Linked DNA regions of Gossypium hirsutum: region 1 is linked to region 2. A link is a contact called in public Hi-C data. All regions are on one chromosome and are shown on one strand. Each heading gives the region's core, a stretch centred on a gene start, on an enhancer-like site or on the middle of the called end of the contact. The rest is flanking DNA. Distances are from core to core; before and after follow the strand shown. Region 1 holds the start of LOC121219503. Region 2 holds the start of LOC107954889 (major pollen allergen Lig v 1).

Evidence for each region. Hi-C and Micro-C count contacts between places; a contact is called where the count stands out from the background.
Region 1: a contact with region 2 is called in a Hi-C map of leaf, with 2.1 times the contacts expected there. The contact joins the promoter of LOC121219503 here to the promoter of LOC107954889 in region 2. A contact is called at or near these places in 2 of 34 Hi-C or Micro-C datasets (both in leaf).

The regions. Positions count from the first base shown.
Region 1 is chrD07:47,758,179-47,763,671 of Gossypium_hirsutum_v2.1, reverse strand. It overlaps LOC121219503, which reads left to right and starts at 1,592. Exons shown (of 2, transcript XM_041097773.1): 1 at 1,592-1,882; 2 at 3,055-3,492. The coding sequence starts at 1,770. The coding sequence ends at 3,274. TRNAI-AAU (transfer RNA isoleucine (anticodon AAU)) reads right to left here and starts at 1,646; the gene lies at 1,573-1,646.
Region 2 is chrD07:47,585,214-47,590,532 of Gossypium_hirsutum_v2.1, reverse strand. LOC107954889 (major pollen allergen Lig v 1) reads left to right here and starts at 1,459. Exons shown (of 2, transcript XM_016890574.2): 1 at 1,459-2,230; 2 at 2,317-3,085. The coding sequence starts at 2,062. The coding sequence ends at 2,828. It overlaps LOC107954890 (AUGMIN subunit 5), which reads left to right. Exons shown (of 10, transcript XM_016890575.2): 9 at 1-13; 10 at 1,082-1,425. The coding sequence ends at 1,210.

The sequences.
Region 1 (5,493 bases), core at 343-2,842, 170 kb before region 2:
TTTATGTATAGCAGCTCAGCTGCAATTATATGAGTGGCACACCACCACCTATTGGTGTGATTGGATGGATGGACTCTAGTAGTCCTATATGATGTGATTGGTTGGATAGAGATGGTGTGTAGTGGATGGGGGTAGGATATGATATGTTATGATATGTTACGCTATGTTACGAAATGATATGATATGATACAATATGTTATGTTTTAATAAGATATATTTTGATATGAAATCTGATATGCTGTGAGACAAATTGATGATTATGATTACCTATATTGAAATTATGGGCCAAATTACACACTGGGCTTAAAGCTCACGCCTAAGTTCTTTCAAAATTATACAATCATTTCTTTTGCTAGTACGATGTAACCTCCGTGATCCGACCATAAAGTCTAGGCCGGGTATGGGGTGTTACAGATTAACCCTTTCAAATTTTATGGTTGTCCTTCTCAACAGCACTATCTTCAAGGTTCAAATATGGTTTTTTTTAATTTAATATATATTATCATTATACCTAACTTGGTCACCTAACCCGAGCTATAAGGTATTACAACTGTTAAATATCACTATCATTCAAAGATTCGACATAAATAATCAATAAATCTATTAAATGACATTAATACAAGTATAATGAGATTTACAATCAAAACCAGACATTAATCGAGCATTCAAAACTCTTAAAGTAACTCAGAATCAAATCAAGACTGATTTGAAACTTAAAAAAAAAAATTGAAGTAAAATGAAAACAGGTTCCCATTTGCTATCATATCTTAGCATGTGACTTTTTGTAGTTTTATTATATTTGTGAACATCTAATATATTATATTTTATGTTAATGTAATAGTAAGAGATTCTTTTAAATGAATATTTTGGTTGACATTAAATGTTGTGTTTAATTTTTTAACTCTCTATCCATTTCCCTTATAAAAGAAACTTATATATTTTATAAGAAAAATTATTTATCAACAAATTTATATTTAGCATGTAAAGTTTGTTTTATATACAAATCATATCAAGTTATATATATTTTTTATTTTTAATATCAATAAAATCTTAAAATTATGAAAATAAGGAAGTTTAATATAAGATTTAATCCTTTTTAATTAATCAAATTTATTGTTTATTTCATAAGAATAAATTTATTTATTCATTTAAGGATAGTAAAAATTATAAGTTTGAAAATATAAAATTTTAATATAAACATTAATTCTTTATTTATTATCACATAAATTTACAAAAAAAATGTTTTAAAAAATTAAAATTATAATATTTTAATAAAATTAAAGTTTAGATAAATATTATTAATAGAAAAAAATGAAATTTTAAAAATTTTATGAAATAGTAATAAAAATAAAATGATATATTAAAATTAAAATTTTTATTTATTTAAAATTAATTTATCTAAAACATATATGATTAGAATTAAAAGTATGAGGTAAATTTTATTTATAATAAAATAATTTACCAATGAAAATTAGAAGTTTTGAACAATTAGATGGGCTTTCGGCTAGAAATCAATAACCAAAAGTTCAGAACTTATTGGCCCAAGCACACTAAATAAAAAAAGATAAAAATTGGCCCATGCAGGTCTCGAACCTGCGACCTTCGCGTTATTAGCACGACGCTCTAACCAGCTGAGCTAATAGGCCTCCGACGATCAATAAAATAGTTAATAGTATTTTTTTAAAAAAAGGAAGGACATTTCAAAACTGCAGGGTGACCGATTGAATCGATAAGGTTTAAGATATCTGAACAGAAGAAACGTACGAATAATGGAACACATAACAGCAAGCGAAGTTGCAGGCTTTGGAGTTGGCACTTTGTTACTATGTGCTACAATTGCTGCCCCCAAAGTTGATGCTTTCATTTCTGCTTCTCAGAGAAGGTAATTGCAACTTTTTTAAACCCATTTCTTTTTGCTGTGTTTCCAAGTTTGAATCATTTTTTTTCTTTTTCTTTTTTGAGTTTGTGAGTAAAACTCAGTTTTTTTTTTACAAGTTTTGAAACTTCGAAAAAGTTAACATTTTTGTTACTGGGTATGAGTAAAATTTGGTAATTTGATTGTTAGTTTGGTTGATGAATTCTCAGTTGTGATACCTTAAGTTATTTTGATTTAGCTGTTGTTGTTGTTCACTTTGTTGGTTTACACTTGGATGTCCTTTGGACATTAGGAAAGCTATCATTGTACTTTAATTCAATTTAAAATTGCAATGCCTTGTATATTAGGATTGATTTTAATTGTGGGGTTATTTTGATTCTTTATAAAATGATTGCCATATCTTCATGTTTGATTTCTGTTCTTTGTGATTGATTCTATCTCAAACAAATGCACTGCCTTACCTAGAGTTATGTGAAAATATCTCCCCATCCACAAAATTCTTGTGGTGTAAGCTATTCTTAGGTAACAAAAGAAAATGGCATCTGTGTGGAGTTGTTGACCAATGTCTTTTATTGTCTTTTACTCATGTTGTACTAGGATTTATCCTAGTTGGTTCATGCGGTAACTTTGAAGAGGTAATGTTTAGCAGGTTTAGAGGTCAAATTCTGAAATCCGCAATACCTTCCCCTATCTCCAAGTTATGATCTCCTTTGGAACAAAAAAAGGAAATGGCCCTGAAGTACTAGACTAAATTTAAGTATAATGCTTTTGGAATCATCAGCTTGGCTTTCCTCTTTGTGATGTAGTTATCTTGCTGTAGTACTTATAGTTCACTTATTTTAGGAAAACTTGGATGCCTAGAATGGAATGCATATAAAGGTTGCCTTTTTGGTTTTTTTGAGGATAAACTTAAGGATTAAGCTAGGAATGGCTTAGGGCAAAAAGGGGTGAAGGTCTAGAATCATTGTCAAGTGAATGAATTAAGTCTATCTCTTTCTAAACCAAGTTGCACATCAACTTTATTGTATTAAGGTAGGTAATATGTCTTATCCAATATCATGAGGTTCCCAACTTTTATTCAACTTTGCTAGGAAAAAGAGAACTGCCAGGATATATTTCATTGACTGATGTGATCTACACGGTTGCACAAGCTGATATTTAACTTTGTAAACTTGCAGTTCATTGGGCTTGTGCAAGAGATGTGGTGATCTACGGATGATAGCATGCTCAAGATGCAGAGGAACTGGATTAATCAAAGCAAATGGGTCATTCAGTTTCAACCTAATTGATAGTCTGTATCAGTCTGAGGAGATTAAGGTAAAATCTGTTGGATGTACAAAATGTCAAGCTAGGGGTCACTTCAGTTGTCCTGATTGCTCTAATACATCTACTAGTTGATTCTCGATCATGCCATGGAAGACATTTTTACTCTTATGCTCGTGTTTTTAAGATATGATCATTAGCTGTCTTCCTAAAGCCATTGTATTTAGAACTTTTTTGGTCCTAATACACTGGATTTTGTAAATCCACTTATAGGAGGTGGAGATTTGTGACAGTGACCTCAACTTGTACTGGTGCTATTTATCAATCACATAGTTATAATGATGTCTTATGAATCCTGCTGCTTTTATATGGATATGTGTTAAGACATTGGTGTCAGAGTTGGATGTCATATATGGATATGCCCGACACAGGCACGTCCGATTTTTTTCTATGTTTCCATATATTTAGAGGGTCATGCTTCTATACTTATGTCCAAAAATATGTTAAACCCTGTTGTTGGGCACAAATATTTTAAGGACACCGAAGAGCCTGAGGCTTGAATGCACTTGTAGGTGTAGATTTGTGAAAGTGGCTTTTATTTATGTGTTTCATTATTTATACCAATGTTATGATGAATGTCTTATATTTCCTGGTGGCAATGTTTAAGGATTGTGACAGACAAGGAAAGCTTGTTTAATTGTATTCAAGTCCACTAAAGTAAAGCTGCGGAACCATTCCTTTTTGCTTAATGCCTTCTCCATCTGCTAACCTCTGGAATTGATAATTAACCATTTTCTGCTATATATATATATATTACTATTTTCTTGCTTGGCACCATTTCTAAGCATGCTATGACTAGTTCACCATCAGAGTATAGAAACTTGAAATTCTTAACGTGTAAATAAATAATGTTTTGTCATGCATACTGCACCTTGCTAGGGTATAATCGAGCCAAGCTCAAGTTCAACTTGAAATTCAAGGCTTAAAGCATTGCACTAGTTTGATCAAGTTTTAATGATAGAAGTTCATGTTCAACAATAATTTAATTGAATTCGAGTTTTTTTTTTAGTTGAATCTGAGTAGCTAGCAAGTAGTGTCTCATTTACACACTAGTACTCTTTTAAAACCTCTTGCCAATACCTAAACCAAACTCAAAGTTTTTCTTCTTTTTTTCCGTAGTCAAATTTGTATTCACTACTAGTGCTCTTTGAATATACTTTTTGGTAGATACGGAGACTGATTCATCCTTAATGGGTTCTAGCCCTCTTCAATGCCATAAATCCCATCTCAAGATTCAAACGAACTTTCAAATCTTAATCTCCTGGTATAATCATTTTAGGATACATACTTTTCAAACTGAACAGCCTCATGGATCAAACCACAAGGGAGCTGCTGCTTTATTTACTGCTTGAAGTTAGTTTTTTTTTTTTTAAGAAATTAGTCAAATGTTGTCTGTTTCCTCTGAATAAGCAGGGAACAAAAATGGGGTTTTCTTTGCTTATCCTATTGCATATGTAAGCACATTACCAATTATTCTAACACATGCTTAGCTTGCACTGTTTCTTCAGTTCAAGTTTTCTGTCTGATGCACTGAGATCCTTGCCTGTACCACTAACTTTGCCTATGGCAAGAACCCCCCCCCCCCCGCCCTTTTTTTTTGTGTGTGTGTGGTAAAGAAAATTCAGATATAATCATTGCAGCCCCATATCTTGTAACATCTGAAAAACAAAACTTGTAGATATATATGATTATGACATGATTATTATCCACTTTCCAGCATGTTTTATTTTTCCATCACAAATTAATAATATTCTATTCTAGGTTGAATTCGATTTTAATCACAATATCCCAAAAGTAATGAGCCACTGTTGAAGAAGCGACAGCTCACATTCACTTCATTCGTCTGTATTTTAGAAGCTTTTCAGCTTCAAGTGAAGCTGTGGCCATTCTTTTTCCTTTTTCTTTTTTACCCAATTCTCCCTATATGATGATCATGTCGTTGAGTGGATGGATATGCAAATCTACCGAGTTATGCCCACTGCTTTCATTAAGACCCCTCTAATGCTGACCCACAACTCTATGTAAACTAATATATTCTTGTCAAAATTTTCATCATTTTCCCTTTTGTTTCTTGTTATTTGTTTGCTGATACTCAAACAATCCGGATTTTTCATTTTAAGTACTCGTATTTAACACTTATCCAACATATTTAGATATTTCTATCAGACATCCATTACCTAATACAAACCCTAAACGCTACTGGTAACATGGCATATAAGTTCAAATTTTCATATGATGTTTTGCAGAGTGCATTGAATCTAACCTCTTCAATTTGCAAATCCCATGTTCTCAAA
Region 2 (5,319 bases), core at 210-2,709:
TGTCAGGGGTTTGGTAAGTAATGGTGTTATCGTTTTGCTGGTCATATCATTAGATCTCTTGCTACGTGTATGCATATTCTACTGTTTTCTTCTGTTTTATATTCAACCCATTCGAATATTAATCTTGTAAAAAGAAAGAAATGATTGGTTTTTCTGTAAGCAAGAGTGCGAGCTGGAGCTGTGAGTTGGAGTGAGGTTGGTTGCTGAGATAGACTGGTTGTTTGATTGCAGACTATGTTTCTGGCTGCAACTATGACCTATTTGTTTGTTTATTTATTTATTTCTGGTGATAAGAGAAGTGAGAATGGGAAAGGGGTTTGGGGATAGGGATGGCAAATTAACTCGAACCTGACGGGTTTTGACTGATTCGACCTGATAGGGGCTTTTTTCTTGAAAATTGGGTTTGGGGCGGGGTGGGATACCAAAATACCCTTTTTTAATTTTAATTAATTTTATATATTTTAGTTAGATTTTTTAAACTGAAATAAGATTATATGAATTTTAACTCTTTTTTTTTATATATTTTAGGTAGATATTTTTATTTTTATAAGATTGTATAATCTGTATTTTATTTAATCTTGTAAAAGTAATATAATATACAAAATTATTTAATACTTCGGGTTTGGTCGTGTTTGAGAGTAGGGGAATTTTAGTATTTTGGGATTGGGTTTGGGACCCTAAACCCTAAACTTGGGTATTAAATTTTTTAATAAGATCAGTTTGGAGACGGGAGGTTTAAAAATATGGTCAGAGTAGGGGTGAGCAAAAAACTACCCCATCATATCGCCATCTCTAGTTGGGGATTAAACTTGTTTATGTCAACATATAAGGTCTGTTATTTGAACTCACTATTTCGTTTAAAGTACCAGTGTTAAACATGTGTGCGACACAGACCTGGATATGGGTATAGGAGTATGATCTTCCATATATATGAAAAAATTTAGGAAAAAAAATTGAACATGTGTTGTACGCATACTTCTATCCGCTACTCATGTTTGAGTCTAGATATAACATAGGGTAAGACTATTGAAACATCAACATCTTATTATATTTGCCTTGGGATTGAACATTGTGGGTACAGCTGGACGAGTGGTGGGAGCAACCGGCATCAACTGTTGTAGATTGGGTCACAGTTGACAGACAAAATGTTGGAGCCTGGCATTCTCACGTGAAGCAACTTCTTGCATTTTATGATAAGGAAGTTTTGTGAACTGTTATTGTTAATTATTCATTCTCCTTTGTTCAATGGTTGGGTATCACTTTTTTTTTTTTTACACTAAAGCCCTGTATTTGTATGTAGTAGTATGGTTTGAATTTCCCAGAAGAAATGGCTGTAAAAACTTAAGCTACCTTTCTGTGTTGTAAAGAGATTTTTGCCAATTTGTTAAGTGATCATCTGCCAGAATATAGCTTGCTTTTCACCTATGATTCAGAAGTTTTCATTTTAATTTTGGTTGTCTTTTTCTTTCAAATAGTTCACATTTAATGATTTTGAGTAGATTATTTTGATTTTCTTTTGAAAGATACAAGCACTGGAATATTCCATATCTAAATTTACTTTGATTTTGGTTCGGATAATATTCGATTAAGCAAATTCCGGTTCAAATATTAAAAAAAATATAAATTTTCGGTTTGTTGTCTCCTAATTGCAAAAAGTAGTTTGAAATGTGATTCCATGAATACTGAGCTCATATTATTCATGGCATTGGCACATGATATCTACGGCTGCTGTAAGCAGCTCGTGAACAAGCAGGAACCAGTCCAACTATCCCATACTGTTGAATTTATAACATCAAATTCAAAGGAACCAATTCAATAAATTGTAACTATAATTCCCAGCCATCAAAGTTTTACTAGTTTCTAAATCATACATTCATTCCTTTTGAGCTGTTTTGGAGGTGGAAGAAATTAAACCTGAATGCATTGCTTCCACTTTACAGTTCACTGGTTTTTGCATGAACGATATAAAGAAGGTTGATAGGCTACACTATAAAAGTTTATCAAAGTTCAGGGTATTAAATCAGAACCCCAAAAAGAGAGTTATTTGAAGAGATTAGAAGGATGAAAATGAGTTGGTTTTCCTTAGTACCGCTGCTGCTTAGTTTAGCAATCAATAATCTCTCAGAGGCTAGCCATGGACATAAGCTACGTTCTGCTGTTGCTTCTGGAACTGTATACTGTGACATTTGTTTCCAACAAGATTTCTCAAAGGCCCATCACTTTATTTCAGGTCTGCTGTTTTCACTACTAGTGATTTTCATCTGTTATAGGCTAACATTTTAATATGTTTCCTTGGTTGAAATTTTGTTTCTGCAGGTGCATCAGTTGCAGTGGAATGTAAAGATGGGGATTCGAGGCCGAGTTTTCGACAAGTTGCGAAAACCAACGAGCAGGGAGAATTCAAAGTTCGTTTGCCATTCTCAGTTACCAAACATGTGAAGAAAGTCAAGGGATGTTCAGTGAAACTTGTGAGAAGCAGTGAGCCATACTGTGCAGTGGCCTCATCTTCAACATCATCATCACTCCATCTCAAGTCAACAAAGCAAGGAACTAAGGTTTTCTCAGCTGGGTTTCTGAGTTTCAAGCCATTGAAACTGCCAAATCTATGCAACAAAAAACCAAGTGTTGTTGCAGACTCTAAGGAATACAACACCCCACACACCTTGGATTTTGAGCAACCAAACTATCCCATATTTCCACCTCCGCTTGAAGACCCTGCAACACCACGGCCAAGCCCACTGCTTCCCAATCTCCCACCATTACCTCAACTCCCCCCTCTGCCACCCCTTCCAGGGCTCCCTTTTCCACCCATTCCTGGAAGGAATTAGACAACTAATTCTCTGATATTAATTAATGGGTATAAAATGGCTATTGAAATCACTTCTTACTTTCTGTCCTACTCCTATATGATATTAGTTCACTAGTTTTCATGTAATACTCTATTTCCATTCCCTTTGTCTACCAGTTGAAAGTTAAAGTGGTCTAAGCATTCAATGGAGAATCTTGATCTGAATAATGTAATGGGAGTTTTATATTTCAGAATTTCATGTATTAATAATAGACACCTGAAAAAAAATATTTACCACATATTTTTTAAAATAGTACATAAAATAAAAAATATTTAGTTCAAATTTAAACATGTAGTTAGAAATATGGGTAAAAATTCGTATAAAAATAAACCTTTTCAAAACAAACAAAAAAATTTTCATTTTTTTTGCCACAAACAAATTATGTAAGTGAATAAAAATTACCAATTATAATTAATCTATAACTAAGAAGCATGCGATTAGTTTATACTCCAATCAACCATTAAACAAATACTATGCCTTATTTTAATTCATCATAAAGCATGCCACCCTTCTCTATATCTCTATTATTATTTTTTGGATAGAAACCTTGGAATCATTTCTTCAAGTTGTTCCATGAACGGAAGAAAACAATTATGAGATATTGTTGGAAATATTATTATGGGTTTTTTACAAAATTGCTCTTTTTTTTTTACCGTTTTGTCATTCTGTTACTAGTTTAAATAGATGGTTAATTTTCTCTTTTTTCGCACCCAACAGATACACAACCTTCTCTGAAAAACATTTTTCTCTTTTGCTTTCTATTCGCGATTTCTTTATAAAATTTGTCGATTTTTCCCAAATTACTTTTAGAGAAAATTCTATAAAGAGGGGGCGAGTATGACACTAACTGCCTTAAAGAGGCTTGTGAGAAAGATGAAATTATATATGAATTTTGAGCTCCCTATTTTCTACAACAAATTGACATAGCTGAAATGAAAAACAAAAATCTAAAAGAAATGATGAATAATTTACTACTTAGTTCTGGTTTACCTGATCACATGTGGGTGGAGGTCGTACTCTCTGCGAATCACATCCTTAATAGAGTGCCTCATAAAAAATTAGATTGTATCCCATACGAATTGTGAAAGGTTATGCCCTTAATAAAAAAATACTTGAAAGCGTGGGGGTGCCTAGCAAAAGTAGGCATACCTATTTCTAAACAGAACACTATTGGGTCTAAAACTATTGATGTTATTTTTTGTTGGTTATGCTTTGAACAGTGCTCCACATAGATTTATGTCTTTGCATGATTATTCCATATGTGAATCTAGAGATGCTTTCTTCTTTGGAAATATTGTTCCTTTAAAGAAATTTGATGTAAATCATGATATACAATTAGGTGAGCATGTTTTTTCTTCTAGTACACATAATAGAGATATTCTTAATGATGATGTGGAACCTAGGATAAGTAAAAGACAAAGGACTGCCACTAGTTTCAGACATGATTTTCTTACTTCTTTTATAACTGAGGTTAATGATTTAGACTTAATAAATGATTCTATCGCTCATTCTTTTTTGATAGATCAGGATCCAAAAACTTATGATGAAGCCATAAATTCTATAGATGCTAGTTTTTGGAGAGATGCTATTAATACTGAGCTTGAATTTATTATGTCTAATAACACTTGTGAATTAGTACACTTTCCTAAAGGTTTTAAACCTATTAGTAATAAATAGGTATTTAGAAAGAAACTTAGACTAGATAGGTCAATACAAAAGTATAAGGCAAGACTAGTGGTTAAAGGGTTTACTCAGAAATTTGGAGTAGATTATTTTGATACTTACTCTCCTGTAACTAAAATCTCTACCATTTGTGTGTTGTTTGCATTAGATTCCATTCATAATCTGCTAGTACACCAGATGGATGTAAAGATAACTTTCTTGAATGGTGACTTGGATGAAGAGATATATATGGAGCAACCTCTAGGACTTGTGGCACCTGGTATAGAAGATAAAGTTTGCAGACTCAAAAAAATCTCCGTACTGTCCCAAACAAGCTCCAAAACAATGGTACAATAAATATCATAAGACCATTCTCAGTTTTGGTTTTATAGTTAATGGTTTATGTAACACCCCAAACTCGGCCTAGACGTTATGGTCGGATCTAGTGATGTCACATGATAGGATGTTTGAAAACCGTGTCGTCGCGTTAAAACCATTTCCATTGAATTCCTTATCTTAATATCTTATTAGTTCCAAAATTGTGTTGCTCATTTAATTGATAGTTTCAAAACGTTATTCGTTTGCGGAAGCTTTTAAAACAGATTAAACAATTGTGCGTTTAGGAAAAACATTTATTTCTTTTGAAAACTGAGATTTCCTACTACTAGCAGTTGTAATCCATAAAATAAAGATAATTAAAACCCAAAACCAAAGTCCGAAAGTCCAATTACAACCCAAAAACTTAGCCAGTAAAAATAGAATAGAAATAAAACCAATTATTGAAAATACGAGTTAAAAACCATGAAAG